4 separate regions of the Mus musculus genome follow, and regions 2, 3 and 4 are each linked to region 1. Evidence: chromatin contacts called from public ChIA-PET, HiCAR-type and promoter capture Hi-C data. All regions are on one chromosome and are shown on one strand. The core of a region is the stretch at or near the end of the contact, and the rest is flanking DNA. Distances in the headings are between cores, read along the strand shown. Region 1 holds the start of Pold1 (polymerase (DNA directed), delta 1, catalytic subunit). Region 2 holds the start of Zfp819 (zinc finger protein 819). Region 3 holds the start of Cd37 (CD37 antigen). Region 4 holds the start of Klk1b11 (kallikrein 1-related peptidase b11).

Region 1 (2,839 bases), core at 247-2,746:
AGCGCCCACAGGTACGGGAGCTGCCTGTTGTATATGAGCAGTCTCAGTATTGGGGTCCAGTGGCACATGTTGGGCACACTGAGCCTGGGGCCTGACCACTCAGGGTGCTGGCTTTCCAGACAAAGCTGGCTTTGCAGGACAGGGCCCCAGCAGGACCGACTTGCCTCCTCTCCCTGCAGGACCAGCTCCGCTTCCCACGCATGCTCATGAAGCTGGTGAGCCTGCGCACCCTCAGCTCCGTGCACTCGGAGCAGGTCTTTGCATTGCGACTCCAGGACAAGAAGCTGCCGCCCTTGCTGTCCGAGATCTGGGATGTGCACGAGTAGGGGCAGCCACAAGTGCCCCAGCCTTGGTGGTGTCTTCTTGAAGATGGACTCTTCACCTCTCCTCCTGGGGTGGGAGGACATTGTCACGGCCCAGTCCCTCGGGCTCAGCCTCAAACTCAGCGGCAGTTGGCACTAGAAGGCCCCACCCCACCCATTGAGTCTTCCAAGAGTGGTGAGGGTCACAGGTCCTAGCCTCTGACCGTTCCCAGCTGCCCTCCCACCCACGCTTACACCTCAGCCTACCACACCATGCACCTTGAGTGGAGAGAGGTTAGGGCAGGTGGCCCCCCACAGTTGGGAGACCACAGGCCCTCTCTTCTGCCCCTTTTATTTAATAAAAAAACAAAAATAAAGTTTGAGTACAAGCCATTCCTGAGCCCAGTGTGGAGAGGGTGGGCCATCTCTCTGCCCAGGTGACTGCGCTTGGTCTAGGTTCAGGCCACAGGGGTAGGGGTCGCTCCGCCGAAGACAGGTTATCTTCATACAGCATAGTTTGAGACACTAAGGCGGATGGAGGCCAGTGGAAAAGGAGAGGAACTTTAAGAGGAGGGTCTCAAAAGAACACTTCTTTTTTTTTTTTTTTTTTTTTTTAATTTTATTTATTTTATTATTATATGTAAGTACACTGTAGCTGTCTTCAGACACACCAGAAGAGGGCATCAGATCTCATTATGGGTGGTTGTGAGCCACCATGTGGTTGCTGGGATTTGAACTCCGGACCTTTGGAAGAGCAGTCGGGTGCTCTTACCCACTGAGCCATCTCACCAGCCCAAAAGAACACTTCTTAGGGCCAGGTTTTCAAAAGCTGAGGACTGCATCTGGCCATGAGTGTCATAAGTCAGGAAATGATTTGTGGGGCAACAGAAGTTATACAAGAACCTGGGCGTGTAGGGACTCTGAGGAAAACAGAAAAGAAGCTTGCTTCTAGCAAAGCATCAGGGTAGCATCCACTGTGGCAGTCTTCTAACGCTCCTGCAGTGGGCGCTCGGGGACCGCAGGCCAAACCCCTAAGAGCCAGGATGCTGGGGGCGTGTCCTTGTTCCGTTAGCGTCATGGGGCGGGGCCACTTGCGAGAGGCGTGGTTGTGGGTCCTCCAGAGTGGGACGTGGTTTGATCGCCCAAGCGGGCTAGGGGCGGGACCCAGCGGGCGCGCCGCAGCTCTGGGCCTGCGCGCAGAGGGTTCAGGGGTCACGGCGGCGTATCTTGTGGCGGGAAAAGCTGTTTGAGGCGGTAAGTAAGGAAGAAGAGTATGGGGCGCTCGGTCGCGCAGCTGACGCCTCGAGCAGAGTGCTCGCAGAATGTCTGCAGCTGGGGGAAGGATAGAGCAAGGCTGGCAATGCAAAGGACAGATCCCCTGGAGCTTAGGACCTGGGGTGCGCTGGACTGTCCGGGTGTGGGCTCAGCGGCGTGCACGCTAGCCAGGAGGGAGGGGCCGGAGGTGCAGGGCGTTGGTGCCTGTTCCGCTGTTCGAGAGACAAGGCGACGGTATCAGAAAGTCCAGCAAGAAGTAGGAATGAGCCGGGAATAGTGGCGCACTTTTATCCCCCGCACTCGTGAGGCAGAGACAAGCGGATCTCCGAGTTTGAGGCTAGTTTAGTTTACAGAGTGAGATCCAGGATAACCAGGGATACACAAGAGAAACCCTGCCTCAAAACCCCAAATTTTTTTTAAAAAGTAGGAATGGGAGGAAAAGTAATGCCTTAGAGCCTTTTCTTTTTTTCTTAGTGCGTGCGCTATGATGCGCACGTGGAGATCTGAGGACAACTTTGTGGCGTTGTCTCTTTCCGCTATGTGGATTCCCTAAGATCTAACTCAGGCTGTTCAGCTTGGCCAACAAGCTCAAATATCCATTCCGCTGTCACATCGGGCCCCATGTGATGCTTTATATACTAAATAGAACAAGCAAATTGATACTAGATGGGACAGTCTGCTTACCCAGTTTGGTGTTTGGTGGGGGAGGTGAGACATATCCCACAGTCCCAGAGCAACTGTCACTGCAGGGTCCCAGGGGAGGAGCCAGGTGTGAAGCTGGCAGTGTGTGAGGTACCCTGGGGAAAATGAATGGTTACTGTTTTAGTGTGCCACCATCACCACAGCGGGAGTGGGAGTGAAGACAGCTGTCCTGCAGGATGCTGCAGCTTCAGAGAGCATCCCTCTAGCGAGTGGGGCTTGCACCTGGGTCTGACTGTCCTGAGGGGAATGGGAACGTTGTGCCTCCAAGAACATCCCTGTCCGGGAAAAGGGGAGACTGAGGTGACAGAAGCAGTTTGTGGGAGTGGAGGAGCTTAAGGGGCCACCCCTCCAGGAGAGGTACAGGAATCCTTGGATCTGGCAGCCCTGGGAGAGGTGACATGAAACAATTGTTCAGCCTTTGGAGGCAGGAGGATGGCATGTTCTAAGCCTGCTAGGGCAGCTTGGTGAGATGATGTCTCAAAATGAATAAGAGAGCCAGGATGTAGTTAGTGGTACAGCCTAGAATCCCTCAGTGAGGGGTTGGGGTGGGACTCAGTATT
Region 2 (2,839 bases), core at 117-2,616, 940 kb after region 1:
CCAGCTTTAAAATAAACAGGGAAATAAAATGTAGAGGTGAAACCACAGGGGGTTTTGCTGAGAAAACAGAAGAAGGAACTCGGAAGGATAGGATCCCATATAACTGTGTCCCCTGACTACTCGGCCAATTAAGCAAAAGACAAAAAACAAACAAACAAACAAACAAAAACAAACACAACAACAACAAAAACCTTTAAATTTCTGGGAACTCCCAAGCTACACCACACATTCAGGAAGCAGAAGCAGGAGGATGGCTGCCAAGTTTGAGACCAGCTTGGGCTACTTAAGTAAACCTCTTTAGTCTAGACTTCTGCTTGAGAAAGTTCAAACTAGCCACAGAAGAAGAAGTAACCCCAGTCAGTCATGGAGATTCAAGAGATCAAGAATTGCCTGTCAAGAAGTTTACATAACAAAGCTGTCTGGCAGGGTGTGGCGTCTCCTCCCGATTACCATAGGAGGTAGTACGGGCTGGATCCTAGAAAGAGGAGGCTAGGGTGCTAGGTACTGCCCAAGGAGGCTAATTTGAACTGCCCCCTCCTCTCTGCTTTTCACCATGACTAGCTTAGTCTTTTCAATAGGAGTACTAGACCATGGCCAACCTGTCGGGGCTGCAGAAGACCAATCACTTTCCCTAAAACTTATTTACAGCACCACCCTGCTCAACTGCCCATCACACATCCTTGCCATGTTCATAGGGGTCCCATGGCCATCACGGACTCACCCACATACCTTCAAGGACTCCAATATTCATTCTGGTAATTAGAAAGCTCCAAATGTTTTTTCTTTCTCAGCACCAGCTCCCCTTTGGGAAATATTAGGGAAATGGCCCAAAGATCGGGTCCCCAGCACCTGAACAAAGGCTCCTCTCCCAGTTCTGCGGGCTCGAGCCCACAGCTACGAGCTGTGAAGATCGTTCCATCCCTTCTATCAATTCTGACACTGCTTAGGCTTGGACAGACCAAGGATGCTGAAGCCCCAGTGTAAGTCAAAACCACGAATACACTCATTTTCCATCTTTACTCACTTTTTCGCCTCTCACATGCCAGTGTCTGATCCGGACTCCAGCCAGTCATGGTCTAAAGCAAACACTCCCAGTTATGCAAGCAGCACGGTCGCCCTCACAGACTCACCAGTCCCAGGTTCACAGTAGCCGGCTCCAACGCCACCCTCGACCCTGCTCTCCCGACCCCCACAGGACGCCCACCCCAGCTACGCACCGGCACCCCCCTACAGCTGCCTCAGTCATCACTCAACACAAACCAGCGCTCAGCAGCCAGCATCCTTCCTGCGCAGCCACTTCAGAGAGCTCTGCACGCGGCACGCCGGGTGGACGCTGAGGATTCCCCAGTGTTCAGAATCCAAACTCCCGCGGCGTCCTGGTAACGATAACAACTAACCACGTGACGATCTAAGCGGAAATGGACGCTCTAGGACACACCTACTTAAAATGAACTTCACCTCAGCCACTTTTCTGGCGGAAATCGGTATTGCCCATATACCCTATCGCTTGCAAGCACTAAAGTTGTGTTGCGCATGCCTACCATCACGTGCGAAGATACTCTTTGCCAATAATTATAACGGTGTACACTCTGCCACTACCACCACCCACGCGCCACTCCCATATTGTTATGGCTATGTCCATATTTCAATTATGCGAAAGTCATCATCAGAGTACTTCATTTCCGTACATCCATGGATCATGTGGAATGTCACAGACTAAAAGTCTGAGGCTCCTTAGTCACGAATTTAAGAGACATTTATATTGCATATTCCTAAAAAAATTTCTCCATGTTTTCACACGGACTTAAGACTTTTCTTCTAGTTTTCTAAAACTTGAAAACTAGGAAGAGTTATTGGGAAATGGGAAGTGAAGCCATATGGAACATTAAAGATCTGAAATGAGCCTTCTTGCGAACCAAAAATGAATGTTAGCCCCACCTACCCAGGGACCGGTAACTTCTTGGAATATTGGGAATTGTAGTTCTTTTTGTTGTTGTTTTGGTTTTTTTTTTTTTTTTTTCCCAAGACAGGGTTTCTCTGTGTATCCCTGGCTGTCCTGAAACTCTCTCTGTAGACTAGGCTGGCCTCGAACTCAGAAATCCGCCTGTTCTGGGATTAAAGACCTGCGCCATCACACTGGACTTGGGAATTGTAGTTCTTGGAAAATATCAACCTTCTCATGGCAAAGTACATGGCCTATAGGTTTGTTCTTATAAACGCCTGCAACACGTGGCTGGAGACTGGGAAATTTCAGGGAATGTTTCTGACCTAAGTCCATTTTTGTGTCAGTATTTAATATTTAATGAAGCTTGCTTTAAATTTGGCCCAAAAGCTGGAATTGGTTTTTCTCTGACGAATCTCAGGATTAACACATCCTTGGAACATGTCATGCTTCCCTGAGGAAAAGTATCTATTCTCACTTACAGGTAGAATTTAAAAACGAAATAAAACAGAAATAAACAAACAACAATAACAGCAGCTACAACGGCCAGTGCATAATAGAAACAGTGTTGAACTGGCTGGCGAGGAGGAAAACAAGGATAGGGAGAGGCCAAGCAGCAGCATGTGGGGACGACATGCAGGGACAATTTACAGAGTGAATGACTTGGCCTGATTCAAGGGTCTGAAAGAGATCAGAAAGCCCTGCAAAGTCAAGGATCATATTACCACTCACCCAACATTTGCCCACTATGAGCTGAAAGCCCTATGTGAAGGTCACCATATAGACACTGCCAAACAGACAAAGCCCAGGAACGTCCAACTCTTCCTCCCACTTGTAAACTCTGGCAACAGAAAAGTATTAAGTAAGGTCCCGTTAGTAAAATGAGGATGCAGGTGT
Region 3 (2,839 bases), core at 98-2,597, 690 kb before region 1:
ACAGGTTGAGGTTGAAGCCCAGACGATGGTGGGTCAGTGGTGGGTAGGACCGCATGGTGGACTGCATAGACATGCATAACATTAGCCTTCTATTTACACCTCAGTCTCAGTGAGGGACCCCAAAAATGAATTGAAGGGGATCACCAGATCGCTTTGTGCCCTTCTAAATGTGACCACACTGTGTGTAAACCTTTTTCTGTTTCCTCTAGAAATTTGGTTCTTTTACTTGGCTTATTGGAGATGGCAGAACCTGCCTTGGAGCACAGCCTGTGGCAGGAGAGGCCCAGTCCCGAAAATTTATCTATCTTCTGCCCTCTATAAGCACCATGTGGCGCAGACATACACACACACACACATCGTTAAAATTTTTTTAAAAAAAGATGAACAGCTTCCAATGTTGTCCTCTGGCCTCCAAAGGCGCGCGCGCGCACACACACACACACACACACACACACACACACACACACACTAACACATACAAATACACATACAGAAAGAAAATAGATGAGACATGTCTCAGAAGGCAGCTGCTGTCCCAGAGAACTAGGCTTTGGGTAGATAGGTGATAGGAACTTCCCACATTAGAAATCTGTGAGGAACTGGGGACTTGACAAGTGTCAGGGACTTCTTTCTGGGCACATCATAGGAAACTTTGAAGATGCTAGGTATGCTCAAGTGACCCCCACTCCAGTGCCTGGCTTTTCTGGGGCCTCCTCCCCTCAGGTTTCTCCGCAGAGGTAGGAAGTGCCATCTGAGGTTCACTTCCTCCACCGGATATTCAGGCACTGCCTCGCTGCCCTCCTCACTCCTGGGACTGTCACACCTCCTCTGCAGCCCTTTCACTTCCCCAGGGGTCCAACCCTGGCCCCCAAGCACATCGGAGCACCTGCTCTAGAAGAAAGAGAGCAAAGAGAGAGACCCAGGGAAAGAGACACACAGGACAGAGACCGCAAAGGCCCAGAGAGACAGAGACAGAGAGGCAGAGACAGCGCGGTGGCTCGAGGCTAATGGGTGCTAAGCAGAAGATCACAGGGTGCAGGGGGCGGAGCCAGTAGCCAGTGAGGTCAGAGTGTCTGTGAGGTTGAACTCTGCAGAAACAACCTTGAAGTCCCAGGACCCACGTGAGTGGAAGTCCATCAGAAGCCCCTGTGCGCCCTGCCTGAGCTATGGACACCTGCGAGGAACCCATTGTGTCCCTGGCACCCACATATTCCAAGGACCCTCAGGTACTGCTGTGCACTCGATGGAACCCTGAAGAAGATAGGGCCCCCGCTGACAGTCACTAAATGAACAGGGCGGGGTGGAGCTCCACCCCCCCGGAACTTCCTCTTTCTCTGCCGGTTTCCTTTGTGCCTCTCAGTCTCTGTCTTTCTTTGCCCACTATTCCCCTTCCCCCCTGCGGCCAACACCTCTTCTGTCTGGGTTTCTCGAGTGGGTCATTCCCCATCTAGGCGAAGATGTCCGCCCAAGAGAGTTGCCTCAGCCTCATCAAGTACTTCCTCTTCGTTTTCAACCTCTTCTTCTTTGTGAGTCTACTCATGGCTACCCAGCCGGGGTTCCAGGGCCACAGTGGCCCTTGATCCGCCCTAGCCTCATTTCTTCTCTTCCCCTAGGTACTAGGCGGCCTGATTTTCTGCTTCGGCACCTGGATCCTCATTGACAAGACCAGCTTCGTGTCCTTTGTGGGTGAGGGGGGCTGCGCAGTAGGGGAGGGTCTTTGGACTTGAACCCAGAATCCCACCCCAAGGCATCTCCTGATATCTCACTCGCCCTGGGGAGGCCCTCAATAGCTACTATCTTCCCAGGTAGGGCTCCAGCTCTGACTGGCACCCCACTGGCACTGCCAGTAAGCTGGATGTGTGCTGGTAAGTAGGAAGTGTAAAGCAGATGTAGCCGGTCATGCCTGTCATCCCAGCACGCAGGAGGTGGGAGATCAGGAGTTCCAGGCCATCCTAGACTACACAGTGGGTTGGAGCCCAGGCTGGATAATGAGGTCCTGCCTCCAAAACAACCACAGCACCATGAGGTCGCGGTTAGGAACAGTAATAACAGAAATAATAGCTATTTCTCAAATACTTCCTGTGTCTCATTTTGGACTGGAACTCAGAGACTCTCCCTTGTTGAGGTTCAGAGAAGGGAAGTCTTTTGCTGGGTGTCACACAGCCAGGAAGGGGAAGAGCAAAAATAAAGTAATAATAACAAGGAAACCATTTAAGGAGGGGACACCAAAACCATAGCAACTCAGACTCACCACATTGACCGCTGAATTGAACAGCGTTTTCATTCGAACCTCGCTCAGAACAATTCTAGGATATATGTGGTGGCCCACACCTGACATTCCAGCATGGGGAGGTGTAGGTGGGAAGATCACAAGGTTCCAGGTTACCCCTGGCTACTGAGTCCGAGGCCAGCCTGAGTTACCTGAGACTCTGTCTCAAGAAAAAAGAAAAAAGGAAAGGAAAGGAAAGGAAAGGAAAGGAAAGGAAAGGAAAGTCCAGGAAATCGATCCTTTATTTCTTTGCCCTCAAAAAGTTTAAGAAATGGATTCAGCTGGGCATGGTGGCACATGTCTTTAGTCCCAACACTTGGGAGGCAGAGGTGGGCAGATCTCTGTGAGTTCAAGGCCACCTAGAGTACAGAGTTCCAGGAAGGCCAGGGCTGTTACACAGAGAAATCTTCTCTGAGAGAGAGAGAGAAAGAGAGAGAGAGAGAGAGAGAGAGAGAGAGAGAGAGAGAGAGAGAGAGAGGAGAAAGCACCTCAGCGTGGGGCAGAAGCAGAGGCCCACCCAGGCAGATTCAGAGGAAGGGACACGGGGATCCAAGAGTCACGGCCTTCCTG
Region 4 (2,839 bases), core at 168-2,667, 550 kb after region 1:
GGGAGCTTGGGGTTGATTTGAGGTTTCTTGGTGTGGGCATGAAGTGGCAGCTGGGATGGAGAGATTGAGGAATTTCCAGGTAAAAGGAGCAGGGTCAAGGATAGGGCCTGGACTCCTGTTAGGGTCTGTGGTGGAGATGACATCTAAGAGGGTGGGACTCCCTTAAAAAGGAGTTTGGGTTGGGACAAGCAGTGATAGAAGGAAATTCTGGGGGACTGTGAGGAAAAGGCTCTGCTCCTGTGCAGGTGGGCAAGTGGTCTGGGCATTGGATAGGATCATTGTTCTCTTAGGCAGCCCCACTACAGGAGTGGAAAAGGAATTAAAGCCTCTGGACAGAAGTAAAAACTGTTAGATCAAGCGAGGCCACTGGGAGGCAGAGAGGAGGATCCAATTATGTAAGGTACAAGGGTTAGGTATTGGGGTCTTTTGGGGTGTCCTGTAGAGAGTGGGAACTAGAGCTGTGCATTGGAGCTCTGATGAGATGGGACAGGAGCCTGCAGCGTAGGGAGAGAGGCATGAGTGTTAAGAGCAGGCCAAGGCACAGCATTTGGGAACAGGATATCTTGGCAAGCCATGCATAGCTGCACTTCTCTATAACCTCAGTACCCAGCAGGCTGAGGCAGAGGCATTGCCATGGATGAAGACAAGCATGGGCTACATCATGAGACACTAACTCAGAACTTATTCCCAAGAGCTGGGCTGGAGATGGCTTGGTTGTTACACAATTGGCCATGCAAGCATTAGGACCTGAGCTGAACCCTCCAGAACACAGGGAAAAAGTCAGGTGAGATGCTGTGTGCCTGTAACCCCAGAGCTGGGTAGGTGGAACCAGGAGGATTCGCTTGAGTTTAGCTGGACAGTCATCTTAGCCTAACAGAAGTCTCCATTCAGTAAGAGACCCTCCCATTGTTGGGGGACCAGTTGTCATCATGTAGCAAACACAGATGAAGGCTGGCAGCTGCTGGACAGCCTAAGGCTCTAGTGTGGGATTAGGCAAGCCTCTGACTCAGGCTTAGGGCTATGAGGCTCTAGGAAAAACAATATACTGTAGGGAAATCTGAGGTCCTAAGTTTGGTAAGAAGTTGGGTTACTTAGAAAGACTGGAGAAGCTCAGAGATGGTCAGGTTTCTAAGAAAGAGGAGAAATTTCTGGAAAGTGGGATTGGACCCGCATCTGTCCTGAGAGCAAGGACTGTGAGGGACCTGGCACTGTGCAGGGCAGAGAAGGAGGAGCAGGTGATGGTTCATGATGTAGCTGGGGTCAGGGGAGAGGAGAGAGGGATGGCCAGGGTCAAAGGCAGCAGGAGAGTTAGGGCTGTGACCCCTCCCTTTCCCTCATCTCACCAATCCCTCCTAGGGACAGGGCTAGGAACAGGATCAGGAACCACATGGTAACAGGTGTCCAGGAGCTGCAGGAGGTGAGCTTGGAGCTTTTGAGGCTCTTCAGGATATTTTAAATACACTCATTCTCCCCACAGCCCCACCCCTGTCCTGTTGCCACCCAGATGCTGACTAAGCCCTGCCCTTGCTGACAGAGGTGGACTCCCTGCTTGCACCCTCCTGGCTGTGGAATTGGAGGGCCTCGTTGCGCCCGCTGTACAGTAGGCCCTAGTTCACCCTGGATACCTTCCTAGGGATGAAACTGGTTTGGGCAGTGCCTGTTGTTCCTGGAGCTGTTTGAGTTCCGGGGACCTTAGCCAGATGGCAAGGTCAGGGACAATGGTGAGTTGGTGTTAAAGGAGGATGGAGGAGCAAGTGACTCCCAACCCCCAGTTCTAAGGAAGTTCCTGTACCTCAAGTCCAAGATTATCCCCAGAAAGTAGCAGTTAGAACAAGATTTTTTTCACCAGTGATAGATGAGACGGCTGCCAGTTCACTGTATATACAATTAATTTTTTTGAGAAAGCCAAAGTTCTTGCCTTTTTGCACTTTGAACTCTGTGTCACTGATTTTATTGTTTCTATGAGAAGTTTGGGAGCTGGGTGTAGTGGTTCACACCTTTAATACCACATTTTGAAGCCAGAGCCAGGTGGATCTGTGTGATTTTAAACTCTAGTATTATGTGATGTAGACCAACCTAGTCTACATATTGACTTTCAAGACAGTCAGGGAAATATATACAGCTTTCTCAAAACAAACCAATAAAATAAAATAAATAGAAGTTATGGTGCAGATTACCATGGCTTGATCACTCTTTTATTCAAAAGTATGAAAACTCAGTTTATTTCAGGGGTGTGTCACCCACTCTGAACAATGTTGTGGTCACTATGACATTTCCCTTCCTCATTTCCTAGATCATGAGTTACATGTTGAGTTTAGCCAAGCCTGAGTCATGTGAGACCCTTTCTCAAGAAACAGCAACCAGAAAATGTCACTTCCCTCCAGGAGCCTCATTAAGGGTTCAGCTTGGCAGCTGCATATTTTAGTGCACACCTTTGATCCCAGAACTTAGGAATCGGGGGCTGGTGGATCTTGGTGAGGTCCAGGTTAGACTGTGCACATAGTGTACTCAGGCCAGTGAAACTACATAGGGAGACTTTGTCTCAAACGTTAAAACATCAAGAAGTCAGCATGGGTTCTGGTACAGAGAAGGGGAAATACCCAGCCTTTGACACCTACTTACTGTTGCAGGTTTCAGACCCATCCCCTCTCGTTGAGCATCTAGACTATTACATCTCTCATGGCAATTAGCACATTTGACCTGGGTACATGCATGTGTGCCCTGTAAGCTCCAAGAAAGCCAGGCTAGCCCTAATCCAGGGTAAGTGAGGACCTGGTGATCAACTGGCAACCAAGTTCTCTTCTGAGTCCTAGGCCTCTGTGTCCAAGTTTTTCTGAAA

What was found. Promoter capture Hi-C pulls out the DNA fragments that hold promoters and counts their contacts. ChIA-PET counts read pairs in DNA pulled down with a chosen protein or histone mark. HiCAR-type assays count read pairs that join an accessible place to other places.
Region 2: a HiCAR-type map of embryonic stem cells shows a contact between it and region 1, with 2.3 times the contacts expected there. The contact joins the promoter of Zfp819 here to the promoter of Pold1 in region 1. A contact is called at or near these places in 1 of 484 Hi-C or Micro-C datasets (embryonic stem cells) and 1 of 115 datasets of contacts at active chromatin or transcription factors (embryonic stem cells).
Region 3: a contact with region 1 is called in an RNA polymerase II ChIA-PET map of memory CD8 T cells, with 6 read pairs. The contact joins the promoter of Cd37 here to the promoter of Pold1 in region 1. A contact is called at or near these places in 1 of 39 promoter capture datasets (liver), 1 of 115 datasets of contacts at active chromatin or transcription factors (memory CD8 T cells) and 1 of 9 other capture datasets (pancreatic islet).
Region 4: a contact with region 1 is called in a promoter capture Hi-C map of stem cell-derived epiblast-like cells, with 3 times the contacts expected there. The contact joins the promoter of Klk1b11 here to the promoter of Pold1 in region 1. A contact is called at or near these places in 1 of 39 promoter capture datasets (stem cell-derived epiblast-like cells) and 2 of 115 datasets of contacts at active chromatin or transcription factors (both in bone marrow-derived macrophages).

Annotation. Positions count from the first base shown.
Region 1 is chr7:44,547,472-44,550,310 of GRCm38.p6, reverse strand. Pold1 (polymerase (DNA directed), delta 1, catalytic subunit) reads left to right here and starts at 1,496. Exons shown (of 27, transcript NM_011131.3): 1 at 1,496-1,556. It overlaps Nr1h2 (nuclear receptor subfamily 1, group H, member 2), which reads left to right. Exons shown (of 10, transcript NM_001285517.1): 9 at 1-11; 10 at 180-695. The coding sequence ends at 326.
Region 2 is chr7:43,605,696-43,608,534 of GRCm38.p6, reverse strand. It overlaps Zfp819 (zinc finger protein 819), which reads right to left and starts at 1,366. Exons shown (of 5, transcript NM_028913.3): 1 at 1,261-1,366.
Region 3 is chr7:45,237,347-45,240,185 of GRCm38.p6, reverse strand. Cd37 (CD37 antigen) reads left to right here and starts at 1,347. Exons shown (of 8, transcript NM_007645.4): 1 at 1,347-1,526; 2 at 1,614-1,686. The coding sequence starts at 1,458.
Region 4 is chr7:43,994,455-43,997,293 of GRCm38.p6, reverse strand. Klk1b11 (kallikrein 1-related peptidase b11) reads right to left here and starts at 1,417. Exons shown (of 5, transcript NM_010640.2): 1 at 1,344-1,417. The coding sequence starts at 1,389.